Regions from separate parts of the Mus musculus genome. Here region 2 is linked to region 1. The links are chromatin contacts, called in public HiChIP or PLAC-seq maps. All regions are on one chromosome and are shown on one strand. The core of a region is the stretch at or near the end of the contact, and the rest is flanking DNA. Distances in the headings are between cores, read along the strand shown.

Region 1 (7,947 bases), core at 1,643-4,142:
TCTTCATGCAACTGCCTCTCCAGCTGTAAAAAGCATAACACAGTAAGATGCTTTTGGCTTTTTGTACCCAAAAGTTTTTAAATGTGTGGTTCATATGTTTAGAAAAAAACAGAAAAAATTCCTGAAAATAACAATGACATCTTCCCACTATACACTGACAGTCAAGTATCAACTTACATTACTGACTCCACTTCTAGATCTGCACCATAATAAAGTTAGCATATTTCAAATTTGTTTATTTCTTGTGTATGTGGGTATGCATGCATGGCACAAGTGAGGAGGCCAGAAGACAACTTGTAAGAGATGTTTTTCTCCTTTTGAGCCCCCAAGGATTAAACTCCAGCCCTCAGGCACCTTCCACCTGCTGAGCCATCTTACCAGCCAATGGAGATAGTTGCATATCCTCACGTGCTATTTCTTTATAAAATCTGAGGTCACATTTTCTCTTAATGCTCTTAGTATAACAGATCTCTTCATTATATGTTTTATTATGGTTTATTTGTTCTAAGAAAAAAACCTCATGTGTATATTTGCATCTATATGTGGGTATACAGACCAGCTGAGGGCATCAGATGCCCCAGAACTGGAGTTATAAATAGGTGCTAGCAAACAAACTCTGGTTTGACAAGTCATCTGAGTCACCTCTCCAGCCTAGCCCACCCAGTTCTGTTTTGATTTTTAAAAGATAGGGTCTTACTACACAGCACTGGCTGGCTTAGAAGGCAGGATGTAGACCAGGCTGTCCTCAAACTCACTGAGATCCACCTACCTCTGCTCTAAAGGGCTGAGATTAAAGGTGTGCACCACTACACCTGGCTTATCCTCCTCCCAGCCACTGCTGTGGAAGGCATTGTCTCATTATGTAGTCCTGGACGGTCTAGAACCTTCTGTGTACACCAGGAGGAGATGGGAGGGGAGAGGAGGGAAGGGGAGGGCAATGAATCGAACGAAACTTAGGACTGGGGTTATGGCATGTGATAAAGAGCCCTGCATCTTATCACGATGTTTATTTACTGTCAGTGACATCATGTGGCATTGGATATACTGGCTTCGGGATGAGATAGTGAACATATAGTTACCATGAATGAAAAAAGGTAGAACTGGGGATGGGATTCTTAGGAGATAATTAGGAAAGACTATCAATGATTAACACCCTAAATCTTTCATTAAATTAATTTACCCAAAGAGTCTAAAAGAATGTGACAGAAACAGGAAAACAGGGGACTGTGATACCCTGTGGTTCTCTGCACAGAAGTAGCTAATCCTCCACAGCTGGGCAAAGATAACAGCACGTTAGGTTCCTGACAAGGACTTCACAGTTGGCCTAGGCCACTCATCCTACCTTGCATGAGTCATCAGGACCCCTGGGTAGAGATCAGATAATGCAGTACAACCAAAAACAAGGCAGGTATTTGTTTCGGGTTTTGTTGCTGTTTTGAGACAGGTCTCACTATATAGTATTGGCTGGTCTGGGATTTGCTTTGTAGACCAGGCTGGCCTCAAGCTCTTTTGGAGATCTTTCTCCCTCTGCTGGGATTAAAGGTGTGTACCACCACAGCCAGCTAAGGAATATTTGTAAAACACCAAGTGTGAAGTGTCCAGCTAATAAAATGAAGAACCACACATGGTCTGTCCAGGGCACTAGAACAAGCACTGAGACATAGTCAGCCAATGTTCTCTAGGGTCAGGCTCCATGGAGAAGGCATTGTATCACAATGTCAATAAACAATACAGTCCTGAGTGTCTGGGGACAGGGAAGGGGTCCACAAAGCCCTAACATGAAGACGCTCCAAGATGAGCCCTCCCGGTGAACTCCATCATATTCAGCGTCTGCAAACACCAGGCTCACCCAGTCTTCCCACCCCACCCACAGCTCCCTTAGTCCCCTCTGCCAGAGCCTCTTTATCTCCATTTTTTTTGTTGTTGTTGTTTTTTAAAGATTTATTTATTTTATGTATATGAGTATGCTGTAGCTGTACAGATAACTGTGAGCCTTCACATGGTTGTTGGGAATTGAATTTAGGACCTCTGCTTGCTCCAGTTGGCCCCCGTTCGCTCAGTCCCTGCCTGCTCCAGCCCAAAGATTTATTTATTATTATACATAAGTACACTGTAGCTGTCTTCAGACACACCAGAAGAGGGCGTCAGATCTCATTACCATGTGATTGTTGGGATTGAAACTCAGGACCTTCGGAAGAGCAGTCAGTGCTCTTAACCTCTGAGCCATCTCTCCAGCCCCTTCATCTCCAATGTTAAAGAGCAATCCTAACAATGTTTTTCTTTTGTTTTCTCCTCAAGGTGTCATACAGGTATACAAGTATTAAGTCCCACACAAATGCTAATCACTTGCAAATACATCCTGCAGCTGAGTGCCAGACTTGTTTCCTTGTTCCTCCACCACTTCCTCTATCAGACATCTGCCACTATCAAAACAGAACTCTTTTTAATTAGTGTGTGTGTGTGTCTCTGTGTGTGTGTGTGTGTGTGTGTGTGTGTGTGTGTGTGTGTGTGTGTGTGTGTGTGAATGGGTGTTCAGGTGGAGCACAGAGAACAACCTGTGTGTGTGTGTGTGTGTGTGTGTGTGTGTGTGTGTGTGTGTGTGTGTGTGTGTGTGTGTGTGAATGGGTGTTCAGGTGGAGCACAGAGAACAACCTTTCTTCTACCCTGTACATTGATACCAGAAATCAAACTCAGGAGGACAGGCTTCCATGCCGAGCAGCTTTAATCACTGAGCCATCCTGTTGGGCCTCATTTTTGCCCTGGTTTGGCCCTTGAGGACAAACCCGAACCCGGTTCGAGTTTCTGCGGCCTTGTGGGAAAGCCTAAGCCTGGCTCTAGTTTTGAGACCTGTCTCAGTCACTTCCGCATCAGGATGATTCAGCAAGACCTGTTTGGCCCTGCCTCTGCCTCACTCTTGCTGAGGTAGAACTTTGCCATTGGCCCTGTCAGTCACGCCATACCCTCTGTCACCATTCCTCCTTGCCCCACCAAAAATTCCCCTCCCTATGTTTCGAACTTATATAAGCGAGAGGCTGATGCCATAAAGTTGAGTTCCTGCTTCCACAAGACTCCTGGCTTGGTGTGTTTCTTTTGGGACATCGACACTTGCCATCCTGCTCAGCTCCAGAGAGACCCCAGAGGGACCAGGTTCTCTCTCCTCTAGACTGGACCTGCCGGCACCACCCTGTAGCCGCCAGAACAGAACTAACTTCTTTGTACCAACAGGCTCTGCATCCTGTGTTCTGATCTTCGTAACAGCACCACTGTTCATCCAGCTGCTGAGGTCACCTCTCACTTCCAACCTGACGCGAGCTAACATTTGCCACTTGCCACACCTTAACAATCTCCACGCCAGTCTGCTCATGCCCAACTACAGGGAAAGACTTCAAGTTATCCTGTGTACACTACAGAAGCCAGTATACTTCCAGGACCCACCAAGTCATGCCACTTTACTAAGGACTCCAATTGAGTCCATCTCACAGAGGCTAAATCTGAAGTCCTGACCAATCAATGTCCTTTTCCTAGGTACCAAAGACTCATTGTGACCTACAAGACCTGCTGATGGCTACTCCTCCAAATCCCCTAACTGCCTTCTCATTCATCTGTGTGGCCATACTGATCTCCTGCGCATACTTTCTCAGATGCTTACCCTTGCGATCCTGGGCTCAGTGTGGATCTGAGTCTTCAGCAGTGGCTGCCTGTGCGTCACTCTCCGACACCACGCGCTCCCTACCTGCCCCAGAACTCTACTTGCATTCTGCACGTCTGTCGCTTCCCAGCATCTTGTTTTCTTTCTTGGTTTTCTCTTTAAACCATAATCACCTACTACCAACAGCCATGCTAGGAACTCGGTAAGTGATCAATAAATCCCTGTCAGATATGGGTTTACAGCTCAAGAGAGAATCCTGAACCAAAGGCAGATTTCTAAGACATCAGTGTATACAGTAAAGGGCCAGGGAAAGAGTGTATATGCTCAGAATGAAAGCAAAAAGAAGACAGGAGAAAATGAAGTTCTTTCAAATACACTACAGAGCCTCCTATTCACAGAACTTCAAAATGTTTACATAAATAATTATCTGTTAGTCTCATCATTTATATTTTACAGAAACTTATATTCTCATATACTTTATTTTAATTTATTTTACACCATACTCCTGATGAGGCTCATTTTGAGCTAATCATGGCTGTGCACCACTATAATCCCAACACTCAGAAAACTAAGGCAAAATTGTGAGTTCAAGGCCAACCTGGCCTATACAGTGAGTTCTGGTCCTGTCTTGGAGTGATGGATGGATGGATGGATGGGTGGATGGACACACATACACAGAGACAGGCAGATACAGAGACAAGACAGGGAGGCAGGCAGAACTTATTTAAAAAGAGAAAAGGATTAAAACCATCTTGACTGTTTGCCTGGCTAACAGAAGTCCAAAGTCAGACCATCAAGCCAACAGTGATAACTAAGTGGAATGGCAGTACCTCTGCATCTTCATCCAGCTGCAGCTGCTTGGCGATGGCCTCATCATTTAATCTGGAATCCTCTGTGTTTTGAGAAGACTGTATTCCAAAGAAAATCAAGCAAGATAAGCAGAAATCTGGCTAAAATTAAAGTTTTGGTTGGTTTGTTTTTCTGGCAACACTAACTAAACACATTACTGAGAGATAGGTCACAATCCATACAAGCCCAAAGTCGACCCAAAGTCGTTTGTGGCTGTTCTGGTACATCCAATCTCATAAAGACTAGATACTCTACAGACAGATAACTCTCATTTTGTTCTATTGAAATGTTCAAAAGAAGTGTGCACATACATGTGCACACGCACCGTATATATAGGTTAGTGCTTTGGTTGTCAAAGTAGTCTAAGACATTGGCAAATCAATGTAAACGTGGCACAGTCCTGTGCCAAGGAACCAGGACACACTATAACCAGCTTACACTCACACCTTTACTATACTGTATCTATAGGTCCATTTCCTTTACTATACTGTATCTATAAGTCCATTTCCTTTACTATACTGTATCTATAGGTCCATTTCCTAAATGGCCAGGGAAGAACAAATCCAGCATCAGTCAAACTAGAGCGGATCAGCATAGGTACACTCTGATAAAATAACAGGTCCATCCCATTTCAAAATACAGTTGTGTACATCTGAGGTCAACAGTAAAATAAGTTTACATTTTGAAAATTCCATTTAAATTCTACGAACCATGACTTTTTCTTATAGTTTAAATATTTTCCTGCTTTTGAGTATAAAATATACATATACATATATATACATATATTCTAATTCCCATATCTTCCAAAATGAGGATATTTATCTATATCACAGAAAAAAATCTCATTATTAATAAAGCATGTTTGCTTTATTAATCCCAAGCTTTCCTTATTAGTATCCATGAATGGCTATCAATTCCATTATGTAGCACAGGTTGGCCTCACACTACCGCTCTTTTAGCCTCAGTCTCCCAAGCGCTGAAGCATCGGTGCACACCGGCGTGCCTGGGCATGCCGAACACTTACTTCTTTCCTTTTGCTTGTCACCATCTTCTTCCCAGATCTCTGGACACTTTCAGTTCCAAAATAGTCGAGCACTGACGTTGGTGTGAGTTTTATTGGAGATAACGGCTTGTTCTTAGTCTTAACGTTTTCTTCATTTTTTTTCACGTTTGATGTTCCAAGGTAACTATTTGTAGATACTCCATTCTCTTTTGATTTGGAGGCTGCCTTTTTACATACAAAGTCATCATCTTCATCTTAAATGAAAAGTATTTTTGATAAAGCATAGGTCTTAATTATATAAGCTAATCATTTCTACCAGCTTTTTAAAAAATACTAAGACCTTGAGTTTTTTTTCGTCCTCCTATCTTCTGAATCTAACAGGCACTCTGACATTTACAAGGGCCAGGCCTATGGCTGGCTGCAACACATCCACTATCTACCAGGCACTGAGGATACAACTAAGGGCTACAGCATTCCCTGATCTCACAGAACGCAGTCTCCATAAAAAAAAAAAAAACAAATACATTAATTTTATACATTCATATGTGTGTACACAAACAAATATACACACGCATTTATTTTTGAGCTGCATGAAGAAAACGTGAAGTAAGAGAAGGGTAAGGAGTGATTAAGGATACAAGAGGCCTTAAGTCCAATCTCCCCATCCCCAAAAAGTGAATGAGGAGAGAGAGAACTCAGTAGAAGAGCACCTGCATAGCACACATAGGAGACTCTAGGTTCACTGCCCAACACAAGGGAAAAAAAGAAAAGAAAGAAAAAGAATATGTCTGAAAAACGGAAGGCTGTCCTTTTGGTCAAAGCAATCATCAGAAAGCCTGTTGTTAGGAGCTCAAGCTCAGGCCTGTGTACCAGGCAAGTACTCGCCCCCTTCGCTACAAGCCTTTGGTTTCTAGTTTTGGTTTGGTTTTTCTAGATAGGGTTTCTCTGTGTATGCCTTGGCTGTCTTGGAACTCACCATGTAGACCAGGCTAGCCTTAAAATCAGAGATCGCCCTGCCTCTGCCTCTACCTCTCTCTCTCTCTCTGCCTCTGTCTCTCTGCCTCTCTCTCTCTCTCTCTCTCTCTCTCTCTCTCTCTCTCTCTCCCTCTCTCTCTCTCTCTCTCTCTCTCTGCCTCTCTCTCTCTCTCTGCCCCTCTGCCCCTGCCTCTGCCTCCCAATGCTGGGATTAAAAGCATGCACCACCATCGGGCTTCTCAATCCTTTGGTTTTTAAATCTATGTTGTTCTGGCTGGCCTTGACCTTCCTACATATCCAGAGCTGACCTCCAACTCAAACCTCCTGCCTCAACAACCCTAATGCTGAGATTTCTAGTGTGACCTAAGATACCTGACTAGGGAACATCTCTTAGATAAGCAACATCTGCACAGAGCCATGAAATGAAGACCTGGCAAGAACAGTCAGATAATGTGAGCTGCAAGCACCAGTCACCGTGCTCCCTTACAGTGAATGTCCTCCCAGGCTGAAGGCAGTGTAGTTGCAGGTTAAGAGTTAAATTCTATGGACTTCCTAGGTGATAGAAAGAAACTCATGTGGTAGCACAGAAGCCCGTGTAGCGGAACATCACATGTTGGTTAAGTCTTGTCCTCTGGAGAAGACACTGCAGAGAGGAAAGGCAAAGGCGGGGAGCTCAGGAGGCCATTATAGCTCCGGACAAGATGCTGACTAGGGTAGTTCACAGAGGTGGTTAGGAAGCTCAGACGCTGGCTACACACATAATAAAGGTTGACATCTAATAATTATCTAATCATTCATTTGGAACCTCAAACTGTTGGTTTTATTACATTTTATATCCAAAAAAAAGAAAGAAAGGAAAACCATCCAGCAGCCAGGGAGGTGCCTCAGTGGTACAAGCTGTTTGCTGCCAATCCTGATGACTGCATTCCATCCCGAGACCCTGACTTCCACATGTGATCTAACCTCCAATACTCACTTAGACGCATGCACCCATACATACATACATACATATATGCATATCATATGGGATACATTTTATCCCCAGCCTCTTAAAGCCTCCTCCCCCTTTTTGTTTCCCAGCTACCACACACTCCACACTGTTATGTTCTGCCTTGTCTAAAGCCTAAGATGGGACTGGCGATTCAGCCCCGTGACTCCAGCACCTAGATATCTAACGCAGGAGAAATTCCAGTGAGTTCTAGGCCAAAAAGAATCTAACAGTGTAACCTGCTTCCTGCAAAGACACTATCAGTTAACAGGTTTTGCTCGGACCGTCCTCAGGTAAAATACACCTTCTGCGGTCCTGAACAGAGGTGAAGCATGCCTCTGCAGATGTTCTCTAGTGAAGCTGATTTGTTTCTGTCTGTTAGAAGCCAGAGGCAAGCTGCTTTCTCCTTCCCAAAAGCTGTAATGAAAGCCTGATAAACAGATCTAAGTCAGATTTCTGACAACTACTTGGAAATCATAGACA
Region 2 (7,947 bases), core at 3,342-5,841, 48 kb after region 1:
TCCTGCTAATATAAGGTTCATGGAGTGGTCAAATTTATAGACATAAAGTAGAACGATGGTTGCCAGGGGCTGAAAGGATTGAGGGTGGGCAGGAATTACTCACTGGCTGAAGAGTGTCAGCCAGGGATAATAAAAAGTTTGGAGGTAGATGTTGGTGTTTACGGTCTGGGTTTTTACTGAGATTTTATTGAGTCTGTAAATCAAATTCCATAGAAAATTGGCTATTTTGTTGTGTTGTTGTTGTTGAGGGTTATTGTTTTGGTTTTAGTTTAATTTGGTTTGTTTGGGGGGGGGGTGTTGATTTATTTGTTTTGAGGTAGGGTCTCTTGTTTGTTTAACCCAGGCTGGCCTCAAGCTCACTGTGTCACACCAACCTCAGCCTACAGAGGGTTGGGGATCAAACCCAGGGCCTAGTGAAGCAAGGTAAGCTATCTATCAACAACACTCCATCTCTAGTGCCTGAAAAAGATATAGCAGAAAAAAATTATAATACATGCAGTTTTAAATTTTAACCTGTGCATCTGGACTATCTCCATTTATATAGATCTTGGTTTGTTGTTTGTTGTTGTTGTTGTTGTTGTTGTTGTTGTTGTTGTTGTTGTTTTTTAAACAAGTCTCACTTAGCTCAGGCCATGTATCTGAGACTGAGCTTCAACTGATTCTCCTGCCTTCAGCCACCAAGTGCTGCAGTTACAGGAACTCAAAATCTCATCTAGTTTGTTACTTCAAGGTCTTTTTATTAGAGTTTTGTCGTCTCCCTCATGGAGAAAGTACTTACGTACCTCTCATTTTGTCTTTTATTCAAGATTCATCTATAAGGAAGGGAAATATTAGGGAAATTATAATAGGCTAATGCAAGGAGAATTTTCTCCTTCTTCTCACATGTGCATCTGTGTGTGCGCACACTCGTGTGCGTGCTCGAGTGTGCCTGAGACAGACCACAGGAGTCTTCCTCTGTCTTTACTAGCCTTAGATAGCCAGCTTGCGCCAGTGGTTTCCTCTAATCTGCACCTCCCAAGCACTGGAACTTCAGGGGGTTACCATGCCCACCTGACATCTATGTGAGTTCTGGGAGTCCAAGCTCTGGTCCTCAATATTGCTGCCGGCATGACTGGCAGTTAGCCACTGAACCATCTCCCCAGACCAAAAATTTTTTTGAACATTTTATTTTATTCTAAGACAGAGTCTGGTGTAACCCAAGCTTATTTCAAACTCACTACATAGCAGTGAATGGCCTTGAATGTCTTCTTTTTTTTTTTAAAGATTTTTTTTTACATGTATTTTATATGTATGAGTGTTTTATCTGCATATATGCCTACATGCCAGAAGAGGGCATCAGATCCTATTACAGGTAGTTGTGAGCTACCACGTATGTGGTTGCTGGGAATTGAACTCAGGACCTCTGAAAGAGAAGTCTGTGCTCTTAACTGCTGAGCCATCTTTCCAGCCCCAGGCCTTGAACTTCTGATCTTCCTGCTTCCACTACTCAAGTGCTGAGATTATGAGCATGCACCACCATTCAGCGCTAGGAATTGAACCTAGGGCTTTAAGCATGCTAAGCAAGAACTCTACCAACCAAGCTACACCCCCAGCCCTGGCACTATCTTTTTAAAAATGTAGCCTAACTAATTTACTTTGTGTGCATTACCAGGTGTGTTTGTGTCCACAAACATACATAGGAGAACTCACACTCATGCCTTTCATGCAGAGGACTCAGGAAGAAGGGTGTTCATCTTTAACTCATCCTCATTCCTTTAAGACTGGGCTTTTTTTTTTTTTAATTAGGTATTTTCTTCATTTACATTTCAAATGCTATCCCCAAAGTCCCCCAGACCCTCTTCCCCCCCACCCCCCAAGACTGGGCTTCTTACTAAACCTGAATCCATCTGGGCTGGATGGGGGGGGGGGGGAGAAGCTGGGCGGGGCTAGGCGGCCAACTGAAGCTCTTTTTCGGCCTCCTATGACATCTGTGTAGAAATAAAAATGTTCTTTCGTTTGAGTCTCGAGTGCCTGAAGAGAACAACTGGTTGCGCACACTTTCTAGGATGAATGAGTATGTCTCCGGATCCTGATGACGTCAGAGTTTGAGAGGCTGCGGTCCCCGGAATTGGATGATGCCCTTTCTACCGCGGGAGTCAACCCGGCAGTCTCCTTCCATCCATCGTTCTCTAGACACTGTCATGATTTAGAGTTATAAACTTATTTCTTTATAGTGTGTGTATATTATAGTAACAAAGTATTTGTGTGTGTGGAGAAAACAAATTTTGCCTGTCTTTTCAACCCCCCACACTGGAGCTACATAGACACCTATGGCCGTATCAGCTTAAAAAACAAAACAACAATACAAAACCCCGGAGTCTCACTATATGACACTCACTGGCCCAGAACTCACTATGTAGACCAGGCAGACCTAGAGCTCCCAGAGATCTGTCTGCTTCTGCCTCCAGCCCTGGAATTAAAGGTGTGCACCGCCGCAGCAAGCAGGCCCCACGTTTAGTTTTCTCTTTTTACATTTTTACGGGAAATTCAAACTCAAGACCTCAGGCCTGCATAGGAAATGCTTTTACCCCCTAACCATGTGCCCAACCCCAATAGAACCTTTCCAATGCCAAATTTTAAGTGTTTATTGCTGGTGTGCAAGAAAGCAATTAACTGGCTTTTCTATATTATCTTGCATTTTATATCCTAGTTGTTTGTTTGAACCCGGTTTTTCAGTTGATTAATTTTGGGATTTTTTTTTTCATAAACAATCATGATCACCTATGAGCTTACAGTTTTATTTGTTGCTTCCTAGTGTGTGTGTTTTGTTTCCTTTTCTTGGATTACCTAGAGATTCTACTGCGGTACTGGATCAAGTGAAGAAGATAAAGTATTAAGGAAGCCCAAAGATCAGTCAGCAGGAATTCACACACACGCACACACACACACACACACACACACTAACACACACATCAGTGAGAGTCCACATCTTTGCCTCCTCCTGCTTTGGTAGGAAAACATCTAGTTTCTCATTAAGAAACTTTTCTTTCACTGAGATACACACATATACATTTTGTTTAATCTTTAAGGGGATTTTTTTAGATTTGTTTACTTATTTTATGTGAGTGCATCTGTTTGCCCATATATATATGACGCGTATGCCTGGAGCCTTTGGAGGTCAGAAAAGGGCATCAGATTCCCTCAACTAGAATTACGGCTGGTTGTGGGCTGCCATGTGAGTGCTGGGAATCAAACTCAAGACCTCTGCAAGAGCAACAAGTGCTCTTAACTGATGAACTACTTTCCAGCCTCTGTAAATACAGTTGTTTTTTTATTAAATACACACACACACACACACACACACACATATATATACAGAGAGAGAGAGAGGCTGGAGAGATGGCTCAGCGGTTAAGAACACTGACTGCTCTTCCAAAGGTCCAGAGTTCAAATCCCAGCAACCACATGGTGGCTCACAACCATCTGTAATGGGATCTGATGCCCTCTTCGGGAGTGTCTGAAGACAACTACAGTGAACTTACATATAATAAACGAATAAATAAATCTTTTTAAAAAAAGAAAAAAAAGTTTAAGTACCCTGCTGGGCCTGGCGATGCAGGCCTGAGGCAGGGGAATTGCCATAACTTCGAGGCCAGCTTGTACTACATATCAAGTTCATGGGTAGCGTATTGCACCCCTGCTTTCAAATAAAAGTAAATAGAAAACTGGAGATGTTGCCCAGTGGTAGAGCTTTTTCTTAGCATCCGAAAGACCTAGGTTTGATCTCTAGTTCTGCCAAAAGAAATTAAATTCATAGACCCCCCAACAAGTCCTCAAACTCAAATTGTCTTCCATATCCAGTGCCATGTAACCCCAGGCTGACTTCAGATTCCCGGTGTAGCCAAGTACAACTGTGAACTTCTGTCCCTTTGGATTCTACCTCCAAAGTGCTCCAATCACAAAGCTCCTGGCTACTTGATTTGATTTGGGGGTCTTGGAAATGGAGTCTTGCTCTGTAGCCATTATGGCTTTCAGTTACATAACTTAGGCCATCCTTAAACTCAGCAATCCTCCTGCTCCAGCCTCCCTGAGCCACCATGCTCAACTAAGTTTTTTTTTGAAATAAATAACATTAAGACTGTTCTTACATGTGTATGGTTTTGGTTGAAGTGTAATATCCTGCTTTTAATTATTTACTTCTGGCTATTGACTTGTATGTAAAATTGCTTTTCCTAAAATGGGAGATGATGAAATTACCCGTCAAACTCTAAAAATAGAAAAGTAGATCCCTTATTCAATAAAGTTCAAAACATTCAGAAAGGTCTTCGGCCATGTGAAAGACTACGGAGAAAACGCCATTCTCAGGCATGGTTTCCATACATTTATTTAACACATTCAAATTAGTGTCCGGGGTGCATTTTTCACCGGTCGGATTTTCCTCATCCCAAGAAGACGACACAGGTTGTTGACGGCAACGAGGCCACCTCCCTCAAATTGCGTGGCTCTCATGACCCCATCCTAAGTCTCCCGATCCAGGCTAATCATTGACAGGGCTTTACAATCACAGGCTTTTACTGGAGCGCTGATAAAGACAGTCCAGCAGTTAGTGGTAAATGAAGACAGGCTGTGCAGCAGGGTCTCCGGGGAATGAATGGATTTTCTTCAGCTCTGATGAAAGAAACACACGCTCTAGGAAAACAATGTCCAACAGGGCACTGCAAAGATCTGCCGTGCTGTCTGCGTTTGTTCTGCTGCGAGCTGTTACCGGCTTCTCCGGAGACGGGAAAGCAATATGGGATAAAAAACAGTACGTGAGTCCGGTAAACCCAAGTCAGCTGTTCCTCTATGACACTTTCCCTAAAAACTTTTCCTGGGGCGTTGGGACCGGAGCATTTCAAGTGGAAGGGAGTTGGAAGACAGATGGAAGAGGACCCTCGATCTGGGATCGGTACGTCTACTCACACCTGAGAGGTGTCAACGGCACAGACAGATCCACTGACAGTTACATCTTTCTGGAAAAAGACTTGTTGGCTCTGGATTTTTTAGGAGTTTCTTTTTATCAGTTCTCAATCTCCTGGCCACGGTTGTTTCCCAATGGAACAGTAGCAGCAGTGAATGCGCAAGGTCTCCGGTACTACCGTGCACTTCTGGACTCGCTGGTACTTAGGAATATCGAGCCCATTGTTACCTTGTACCATTGGGATTTGCCTCTGACGCTCCAGGAAGAATATGGGGGCTGGAAAAATGCAACTATGATAGATCTCTTCAACGACTATGCCACATACTGCTTCCAGACCTTTGGAGACCGTGTCAAATATTGGATTACAATTCACAACCCTTACCTTGTTGCTTGGCATGGGTTTGGCACAGGTATGCATGCACCAGGAGAGAAGGGAAATTTAACAGCTGTCTACACTGTGGGACACAACCTGATCAAGGTACTGTACAGCTGGCTTCTCACAAGAGCTTCAGAATTGGGGGGGGGTGTTCTTGGGGGTTAAAGGAAACATTCTTTTAAGGAACAGTTTGCCAAAAATCAACACCACTAAGTTCACGCTAACTTACAAATTCTGTCCTCCAATTTTATATTTAAAGTTGGCTGTGTCTCATCTTCCACGATCAGTACTAATATATTGATTTATTTGGTTTCCTTCACAGCTGCCCTTTGAGGTCATTTTTAAAGTACACAGTTATGTAGTTAGATGTGAGAACGGGAGTCCAGTTTTAGTCTGTGGGAAAGCAACGCTTTACAGAGATTGTGTTTTTCCGACAATCCCTCCCGATGGCAGAATAACGTGACTACACAATCGTTCTAATACGGGTTTGTTGCTCCTGTGCTTGGTGGCACTTAGCTGTGGTAAGGGGAATCGCCGGTAGCTCACCTATGCTTATTAAATACAGAAAATGAAATGATTTACAGCTCACAGTTGGCACTACATGGGTCCCCTAGCAAAACAGGTGGGATAGCATGTGTTGGGAGCTAAATGAAACCAACCATAAAACGTGAGAAGAATAGGCCCTACTTGGGGGAGAGGTATTTAAGATGGGGTATCTCAGAAGCCAGAGTTTGTGCTGGGAAAAGCTCCATGTATTAAAACAATAATGAAAGTGCATAAAAAATAGCAGTTCCTACTGTGTGCGCAGCACAGGTCAGTTTGACCCTCGTAACAGCCATGAAATAGGCCTTCGTTCTCATTATTCTCGTCTTCAGGTGGGACTTTCAGGGAAATCAAATTCAGCCATGTTCAAAATCAAATTCAGCTGCTGTGTGTATGATATTTATGATTGGCAGTGTTATCAAAAGCTCTTTATTTTAAATCTTTTCTATTAAAGGGTAATCTAGGGACTTTGGTGGGACAAAGCCTCACAGGAGACTGACATCTGGAGACAGAGTTAACTTCTTGGATAAATAGTTCACTTGAGAAAAATAAAGGACTTGAAATACTTGTTACATTGTTTAAGATGAAAAGGAAAGGTTATCAGCATTTTATAATGTGGGGGTGTGGGGGGGGAGTAATTTATTCTAAGGAATTAAAATTTCAAATATGTAGGAACAGAAAAAGTGTCCAGGAACACCAAGCTGCTCTATGTAGCCCTTCCTTTCCTTTGGATTCTGGGTTCATGTTAATATAATATATATCTTATATATTTAGCCTGATGGTTTCAGTCACGTCTTCCCTTAGCAGGAAATAAATTGCATTATGATCTCAGGCTCATTTGTTACATCCAAAATAGCTGTAAAAAGTCCTTATTCTCCTTTCTCTCTGCTTCATCAACTCTACTTGCTGTTTCTGAAATTTACATTTATGCATGACAGCATACGTGTGTGTGCCAGTGGATGCCCGTGAGCCTGTTCAAACACACAAGACACACACACCAGTCCTTGTGCACGTGCCATGGTACGCTCGCAGAGGTCAGAGGGCATCTTGCTGGAGTTGGTTCCCTCCTCCTGCCACGTGGGGCCTGGAAAACAAACTCAGGTCGGCAGGCTTGACTACAAGTGGCGCAGGCCACTGAGCCATCTCGGAGGATTTTGCTCTTAAATAATCATGCTGCCCCAAGTTACTTCTCGGGTGGCCTTAACATTTCTAAACCACTAGCCTAGATAAATGGCCTAAGCAGTCCCTTGAAATCAGTAAGAGAGTGAAATCTGCTGCATAGCCCAGTGACCTATCGCACCAGAGAGAAGTCTTGCAATGCTTTGGTAGCCTGAAGTAACCTTGTTTCCCATGTCTCCTCTCAGCCCTTTCTTTGAGAGAGAGAGAGAGAGAGAGAGAGAGAGAGAGAGAGAGAGAGAGAAAGAGAGAGAGAGATTTGCTATTTTATGCTACAACAAAGTATTTTTCCTTCTTGTTTCTCCTTGTGACCCAGGAGAAGCATTCTTTAGAATTAGTTTTTACTTCAAAAATATGTATTAAACTAAAGCTAACTAAGAACCCAATTGCTGTGGATCATAGACTGCTTTAGACTCCTCTTCTCGGAGGTTTTTGGAAATCATATGACCGATAGCATTCTTCTAGTTCTAGAACGATCTAGAAAAGTTTGTCTTAATTTGAAATGTCCTAGTTTAGAGGGAACCAGAATGGTCCAGCTCACTACAGACTAACTTGGAGTTCAGGCTTTTGTTTTGCTTGCTTGTTTGCTTTTGTTTTTGTTTTGCTTTGGGTTTTTTTGTTTTGTTTTGTTTTGTTTTGTTTTTGTTTTGTTTTGTTTTGTTTTCCCAAGACAGGGTTTCTCTGGCTGTCCTGGAACTCACTCTGTAAACCAGGCTGGCCTCGAACTCAGAAATCCGCCTGCCTCTGCCTCCCAAGTGCTGGGATTAAAGGCGTGTGCCACCACACCCAGCTTGCTTTTGTTTTTTAAGATGAAGCCTCACACAGCCCTGACTGTCCTTGAATTTGTTATATAGCTGGGGATGGCCTTAAAATTGTTACCCTTCTGCTCCCAACTTCAGTGCCATTAATACAG

The links. HiChIP or PLAC-seq counts read pairs in DNA pulled down with a chosen protein or histone mark.
Region 2: an H3K27ac HiChIP or PLAC-seq map of embryonic stem cells shows a contact between it and region 1, with 12 read pairs. The contact joins the promoter of Klb here to the enhancer-like site in region 1. A contact is called at or near these places in 1 of 484 Hi-C or Micro-C datasets (nephron progenitors), 1 of 115 datasets of contacts at active chromatin or transcription factors (embryonic stem cells) and 2 of 9 other capture datasets (adipose tissue and pancreatic islet).

What each region holds. Positions count from the first base shown.
Region 1 is chr5:65,297,454-65,305,400 of GRCm38.p6, forward strand. It overlaps Rfc1 (replication factor C (activator 1) 1), which reads right to left. Exons shown (of 25, transcript NM_001347357.1): 5 at 5,523-5,755; 6 at 4,480-4,557; 7 at 1-23. Among named protein-coding and RNA genes, the nearest start is that of Rfc1, 34 kb to the right of the region's middle. Within about 2 kb of position 2,893, at least 44 of the 459 cell types and tissues checked have an H3K27ac peak or open chromatin away from gene starts, as enhancers often do. A contact at or near this core is called in embryonic stem cells, where this site is marked.
Region 2 is chr5:65,343,820-65,351,766 of GRCm38.p6, forward strand. Klb (klotho beta) reads left to right here and starts at 4,592. Exons shown (of 5, transcript NM_031180.2): 1 at 4,592-5,417. The coding sequence starts at 4,593.